2 separate regions of the Mus musculus genome follow, and region 1 is linked to region 2. Evidence: chromatin contacts called from public promoter capture Hi-C data. All regions are on one chromosome and are shown on one strand. The core of a region is the stretch at or near the end of the contact, and the rest is flanking DNA. Distances in the headings are between cores, read along the strand shown.

What was found. Promoter capture Hi-C pulls out the DNA fragments that hold promoters and counts their contacts.
Region 1: a promoter capture Hi-C map of hippocampal neurons shows a contact between it and region 2, with 4 times the contacts expected there. The contact joins the promoter of Nav1 here to the enhancer-like site in region 2. A contact is called at or near these places in 8 of 39 promoter capture datasets (the 3T3-L1 cell line, the HPC-7 cell line, cranial neural crest and 5 more), 8 of 484 Hi-C or Micro-C datasets (the C3H10T1/2 cell line, the N1E-115 cell line, cerebral cortex and 5 more), 3 of 115 datasets of contacts at active chromatin or transcription factors (embryonic stem cells and forebrain) and 3 of 9 other capture datasets (adipose tissue, liver and pancreatic islet).

Annotation. Positions count from the first base shown.
Region 1 is chr1:135,583,841-135,587,005 of GRCm38.p6, forward strand. Nav1 (neuron navigator 1) reads right to left here and starts at 1,515. Exons shown (of 30, transcript NM_173437.2): 1 at 715-1,515. The coding sequence starts at 1,480.
Region 2 is chr1:135,460,770-135,464,167 of GRCm38.p6, forward strand. Nav1 (neuron navigator 1) reads right to left here. Exons shown (of 30, transcript NM_173437.2): 12 at 3,146-3,169; 13 at 2,953-3,030; 14 at 1-5. Among named protein-coding and RNA genes, the nearest start is that of Mir1231, 7.8 kb to the left of the region's middle. Within about 2 kb of position 2,147, at least 27 of the 459 cell types and tissues checked have an H3K27ac peak or open chromatin away from gene starts, as enhancers often do. A contact at or near this core is called in the N1E-115 cell line, hippocampal neurons, muscle stem cells and 2 more, where this site is marked.

The DNA.
Region 1 (3,165 bases), core at 265-2,764, 120 kb after region 2:
CTTTCATTAGCCAAAGGGCAAAGGCTTCTCGGGAGTCTCCTTGCAAAATCCCAGACCTTTCCCTAAAACATTTAGGGGGATGGGGTGACTGCTTGGGGCTGGGGGAACGGACGTGTATCCAGATGCGCACAGCTGGCTGCCCGCCCGCCTCCCTGGCCCCAGACACTTCTTGCTGCCAGGTCCCCCACACCCGGGGAAATCCGACTCAAGCTCCCACCCGGGATTCACAGAGGAAGTGGAGCCTCAGCCCTGCTCCAAGGACCAACTAGCCCTCACATCTGCTTTCCCCACATCTTTGCTCTAGATCTCCTACCCTAGGCTTCCCTAGCAATGCTGGATGCTGTGTTATTCAGCGCAGACTACTCCTCAGCTGGTGTTTCTACCAACCTCACTGTGGTTTGCCATATTAGGACTCTGGACCTTAAAATTCAAGGGAGCTAATGATTTCTGAGCCCCCCAAGTCCCCCGTCTCCATTGTCCACCCTCACTTCCAACAAGCCACAGCAGAGCCCAGGCTCCCATCAGCGACATCTTTAAGACACACGTTAGCCAGACACAGCTGGAGGTAGGCCAGCTCTGCACATCTGGGCAGTAATACCCCTCCTAACCTGGCCAGTGATCGGTATAGAAGGGAGAAAGGGGGAAAGCAAACCTCTTCCTGCAGCTGGCCAGGAGAAAACCAGGGGCGGGGTGGGGCGGGGCAGCAAGTCTTACCTAGCATCTGGCTGAAGAGTAGCTGTTCTAGGTCGCCCAGCACGGTAACCACAAGCTCGGGGTCCACCTTGAGGAAGGCCCGCTCCTCCTGGCCCTTGGCAGAGGGCACAGTCCCTGAGCCCTTTTGCGCTTTAGCCTTGCTGGAAAGCAGTTCGTCATCCGATTTGCCATCATCGCTTACCGCTGCCTCAGGCGCCTTGCTGAGAGGCTTGACCTCCGCATAGGGTCCCCGAGGAATCCGGCTAGGTTTGCCTAGGCTGGGCGCTAGCGGAGCCAGTGGGGTCTTGGCGCCGCCGGTTGAGCCACCTTTGGGTTGGAAGAGCGAATGCTCAGACTTGGACAGCGTCTTGGACATCAGAGGAGTCTCGCGGCCCTTGGGCCCCAGTTTGCCCAAACCCTTGGGTGCTTTGGCCATATCATCACTCCACTCAGGCTCATACAGCTGCAGCTTTTTCTCGGAGTCCGTGAGAAACGAGAGGTTGGTGAGCGACTTCTGTTTGCGCAGGTTGGAGGTAGGCAGCCCGCCGGGGACACGACTGTCCACGCTGCCGGACTTGAAGACCTTCAGCTCCGCTGCACTGGCCTTGGCCATACTGCCACTGCCTCCTGCCGCCTTGGCGCGCTTGGGCAGCATGCCTCTGCCGTCCGCCGCGGCTGCCTTTCTGCTGGCTCCCCGAGACTCGTCCGCGCCCTCGTCGCCGCCGCTGCCGCTGCCGCCGCTCAGCTCCACCTCGGGCTGCACGCTCTTGACGCTGCTGCCCAGCATTCTGCCTGCGAGGAGCGCATGGACGATCCGCGCGTCTGCAGGCACGGGGCGGGGGAGGGGGCGGTAGTGCCGGGAGAGGAGGGGGCGGAATGGGGGGGAGGACGGAAGAAACCGCGGAGGAAGGGGAGAGGAAGGGGAGGGAGCAAGGGGGCGAGCGGAGGGCGAAAGGGAAAGAAATGCGGAGAAGGAAGCCGGGGAAGAGGAAAAGGCAAGGAAATAGCGGGTTGATGGGGCGGGGTCGAAGGAAAAGGGGCGGGGCGGGGAGAATATAAATTAAAAAATTTAAATCAGTCAAAGGAACGATAGAAGACCAGCGGCTCCATCGAAGCCAGGTCGTGTTGTGATGCTGGGATCTTGTCTCTGTCCCCCGGCTAGCCGATCCGTGCTGCGGGCTGCACACTCCGGGGCAGCGCCCTCTCTCTACTCCTCCTTCCAGCTCGTGGAGAGGCTGCGGGCTGCAGCTCCCAGCGAGAAAGAGGGGAGGGGGAAGGCGGGGAGCAAACAGGAGGAGGGGTGGAGTGTGCGCAAGGGGAGGGAGGTAGGGGAGAGAGTGTGTCTATTTCTGGCTCGGGAGGGGGAGGTGTCTGTGAGCTGAGCCCCGGGGGCACAGAGAGGATCCCACCAGTTTTTCTCCTTGCTTTCTACAGAGAGATGGGGTAGAAGGTTCCCTGCTGCATCTGGAAAAAAGCATGAGTGGAGGAAGGGAGACTTAGGGGTACAGGTAAAGGTCCTGGGAAAGGGTGTCTTTGACCCAGGAGAAAGAGTGGCCCTGTAGGTCTTGGGTAGAAACTGGCAGAGCCTGAGGGAAGCTCTCACAAACCGTTACCTTTGGTTTCCCTCAGAAATTCTTTACCTTTAGTTACCTTTAGTCTCTATGGTGTATTTTGCCCTCCTAAACCCAGAAGGTAAGGGACACAGGACAGAACAGGCTGCTTTAGACAGTGCCTAGGGTTGACAGGGACAGGGACCTGAGGGGTTGAAGCGGCTAACTGTTGGGTGCAGGAGTCCGAGTCACCATTCCACTTGATCACATGACCTTGTCAAAGTCATTGAACCTCTGTTGCTCTTACAATGGTTTTAATCCTAGCTTCCTAGGAAAAGGGGCTTTGGGACACTAAGGACACAGGAGAGTTAGCATAGGTCCCTTGGCAGAGCATTTTTTGTTTTGTTTTGTTTTTTGTTTTTGGAGGCGGGATTTCTCTGTGTAGCCCTGGCTGTCCTGGAACTCACTCTGTAGACCAGGCTGGCCTCGAACTCAGAAATCTGCCTGACTCTGCCTCCCGAGTGCTGGGATTAAAAGCGTGCGCCACCACTGCCCAGCTGCAGAACCAACTGAAGAGATCCTGGATATGTTTGTTCTATCAGCATAGGAGCTCTCCAAGTACCATGCTAGCCCAGAGTAGGTATTAATGACTCAGGCTCTGAGGCCAGATGGCTGGACACTGGGTGCTGGCCAGAGCCAAGGGTACTGACCAGAGCCCTGGGTACTTTAACTTCCATGATGACCCCAGGGCTGGATTGAGATTCTATGAACCTTTCTAGGACAGGGACTGTAGCAGAGAGGCTGTATCTAGTACAGTGCTAGAAATGGGGTTATTGGGCAGAGAGGTGAACTGTGAACTTTTAGCTGACCTTGGAGATCCAGAGAAAGATGGAGAGAGTCTACCCTTAAAGAACTTAATGCC
Region 2 (3,398 bases), core at 897-3,396:
TTAGCCTGACACAAACGTACAAAGAAGAACTTAAGGCGCTTGCGGCTGCAGAAGAGGGAAGTAAGTGGCTGGTACAGGAGTGGTTTAACAGATTTTCCCCATCTCCGGGCTGACCGACCAACGCAAACAAAACTCTGGGTGGTTTTAACATATTGATCTCCATGGGCAGACGAGGTGGAATCAGATAGGCTTTCTGGAGAGACCAAGCTTCTTGAATAACAGAGCGCAGATGGTGAGGCAGGCCTTAGGAGCTGCTAGGGACATCAGCGGGGGTAAAGTCCCTCCCTGTTTTGTGTGGTAGGTGAGTGGACCGGCTTAATGGGAGGACAACAGCCTCTGGGATCAGTCTTATGGCTTTTGGTTTAACGTCACTACATAGGGCCAGCTCTTGTGGCACAAAATGACCTTCCAGTAGGTTCTGTTTGGTTTATCTCTTCTGCCTCTGCACCCTAACCCTATTCTTATCTCACCCTGGGTTTGGAACTAATGCCTCTCTCTGGAAGGGCTGGGGGTGGGGGCATGGGAGTGAGGGATGCCAGTAGCCATGCAAACCACTTCAGGGCATTCCCCATTTTGGCCACTAGGGGGCAGGGCTACATTGGAAAGGGTGCTGGATCCTGTGGGAACTCTGGATCTCTGAAGGGGGGGTGGGGGGGGAAGGTTCCCAGTGGTTGGACTCCAGCTAGCTCCTGGAAGCAATGGGTATAGGAAAAGGTAAAGGGAATGGGGTACAGGAGCAGACAGGGGACCACTCAAGGATGGATAAACAGCCCCCATGAGAGCACTGCAGCAAATGGTCCTCTTGTTACCCTCATAACAAGAGGAGGAAGGCTTTGGGTAGGTCACTCATGCCCAGTCCCTGTGGTGTCTGCAACACCCTCCCTGCCTCCTCCTACGTGTCCTCTTTGAACAACAAGTCAAACTTCACCAGTGCCTTAGAGCCTGAAAACCGGAGGCAGTATCTTCCATGTTTCCTGTAAATCTGCAGAGTCCTGGGCTCCCAGGCAAATACATGGCAAGCTCTGAGCATCTTTCTTTGACCTTCTGTCTTTTTTCAAAATTTGAGAGATTTCACTAAGTTACTCAGGCTGGCCTTGAACTTGTGACCCTCCTGCTGCTGCAACCTCTCAAGTACCTGGGATTTCAAGCTTGCCCCCTCAGGCCGAATTCTGATCACCACCACCACCACCACCTCCCCGGCCCCTATTCATATTCCCTGAAAATCTACTCAGAGCCTGGAGTGGCCCTGGCCTCTTCACTCATTTCTACATGCACATCTCCCCCTCTGAGGGACTGGCCTTGCCTCTCTCTTCTTTCCTACGTCTCTTTTCCTCCATGGCACCTTGCTCTGAGGCCAACCTCAGGTTAGGGTGCCTGTAGGACTCTAGGCCAAGTGGTCCTTTTGTAGAGGCAATACAGTGATCAGGGCCGCTTCCTGGCCAAGTGTGTCATCGTCAGCAGCTTGGCTGCACCATCCAACACGGTGTAAGATTGGTTCAACATCAGGGATCCCAAGTCGAGCTCTGGGGCCTGGCATCACATCTCCCACTGAAGGGAAGGGCTCGGACCCTTGGCCAAAACCTGACTCTAGATTCAGAACTCACCAGAACTGTGTTTTAGTTTGTTTTCTCTTGGCCAAATGGAACTTCCTGTCCTAAGAAAATTCACCCTCTAAATTCATTTTCTGGAACTAGTCCAGCCCTGACAGCCACGATGGCTGACAGATTGCAGTGTAAGTGAATCAGGCATAATAATGTCCTCTGCCTCCCTGGCTGTTCTCCACCTCCCTGGCGCCTCTCCCCTTCGACATCTCCCAGACATGAATTTCCTAGGGTATGCAGGACATGACCTAGGCCACTGGCCTTGACTGGTGGGGTACAGGACCATTCTTGTTTCTGTTATAATTCTTTTGGTCCCAGAGAGTTTGAAGTTTGATATGAGCTTCAAGCAAACCAGTCAATACAGGACTTTTGAACTGAGGACTTGGGAGAAAGAATAAAGACGACAGCCAATGTGGTAAGAGAGCTGTCGCTGAAATTCACTGGAAACACGCAAAAACTCTACCTGGTTTCAAGGCTAGGCTCAGGCCTGGCAGCTGAGCTCCCCAGAGAGGAAGGGAAGAGAGAAGAGGAGAAAGCGCTGCGGAAACTGCAGACGCGGTTATTTTTTGTGCAAACACTTGGAGAGCTCCTGGAGACCCAGCTCAGCTGTTGTTTACAACTACGGGAGAAAATGGCTCTTATGTTCTCTGTTTGCAATTTGGTCACAGGAGAGGAACTGCCCACAGTGGAGTTAGATGAGGTAGGTGTGTTCCTCCTCATCTCTCAGAACAGAAAAACTAAGGTCAGGAGGAAGGTAGTCACTCTAAGTGGCCATACGGAGGTGGGTTAGATGCAGAAATGAAGGATGTTGGCTCCAAAGATGAAGGAAGCTCAGCTCAGATCAATGGCAGAATAGAGGCAGAGCCAACGGTGAACTCCACAGGTTGCTAGGATGGAGTTGGACTTGAGCCGGCCGGCCTCGTGGTCCCCAGACAGAATTCTAATAACCGGCTCTGAGCCTGTTCAGTTGTGTGGCATCAATAAAGAGAAAAACACACCCTAGGGCAGTGGAAACGATCGAGGGCTCGGTAATTAAAATGAATTGTGACTTTTGTCCATGGCCAATGGCAAGGTTGTTTCTGCCTCCCTGCAGAACCACGGTCTCTGCTTTCGTTAGGAAGGTCAAAGGTTACCAGACACCAACTCAGCCATATCAATGAATTAAGGTGGGAAAAAATGGTTCTGAATGAAGGCTCAGAAAAATTGAAGGACAGTCCCCAAATCTTCTGCTCTAGAGCCGTGAATACAACCTTCTCCCCAGAGATCTCAGGCCAGGGCAGACTCGGTCAGACCGCTTTCCCGCACTGCCTGGTTTAACAGGAGCCAGGTCTCATCCTGCTTGGGTACTCACGTTGGCAGACAGCTGAGATGTCAGGGTGGCCACCTTTTCCTGGGACGACTCCAGCTCCCTACGAAGCTTCCGAATTTGCTGCGAAAGGAAGAGAGAGAGAGACAAGCTGCTGACGGCAGAGGTAGATTACTAAGACTGAAATCGGAGTGTGTGGCGGTGTTAAAGAAGCAGAGACAAAGGCTTTGTATCCTACCTCAGATTGCATCCTCTCCTCAGCCTGGAGAAGTGGGCACAGAAGGAGAGAGAGAGACAGAAAAAGCAGGTGGTTACTATGGAGAACCGGCGCAGAAGCCGGGGCCCAAATGTCAGGGCAGAGACTGGAAGAAGCATGATTGACAGATGCAGAGAGGAGAGTCCCCCTGGCCCTGGCTCCTCAGAGCTACATTCAGGTTTAAGTACTAGGCTCCTCTCGGGTGCTCATCTTTAGCCAACCTGGTCCTTGCCGA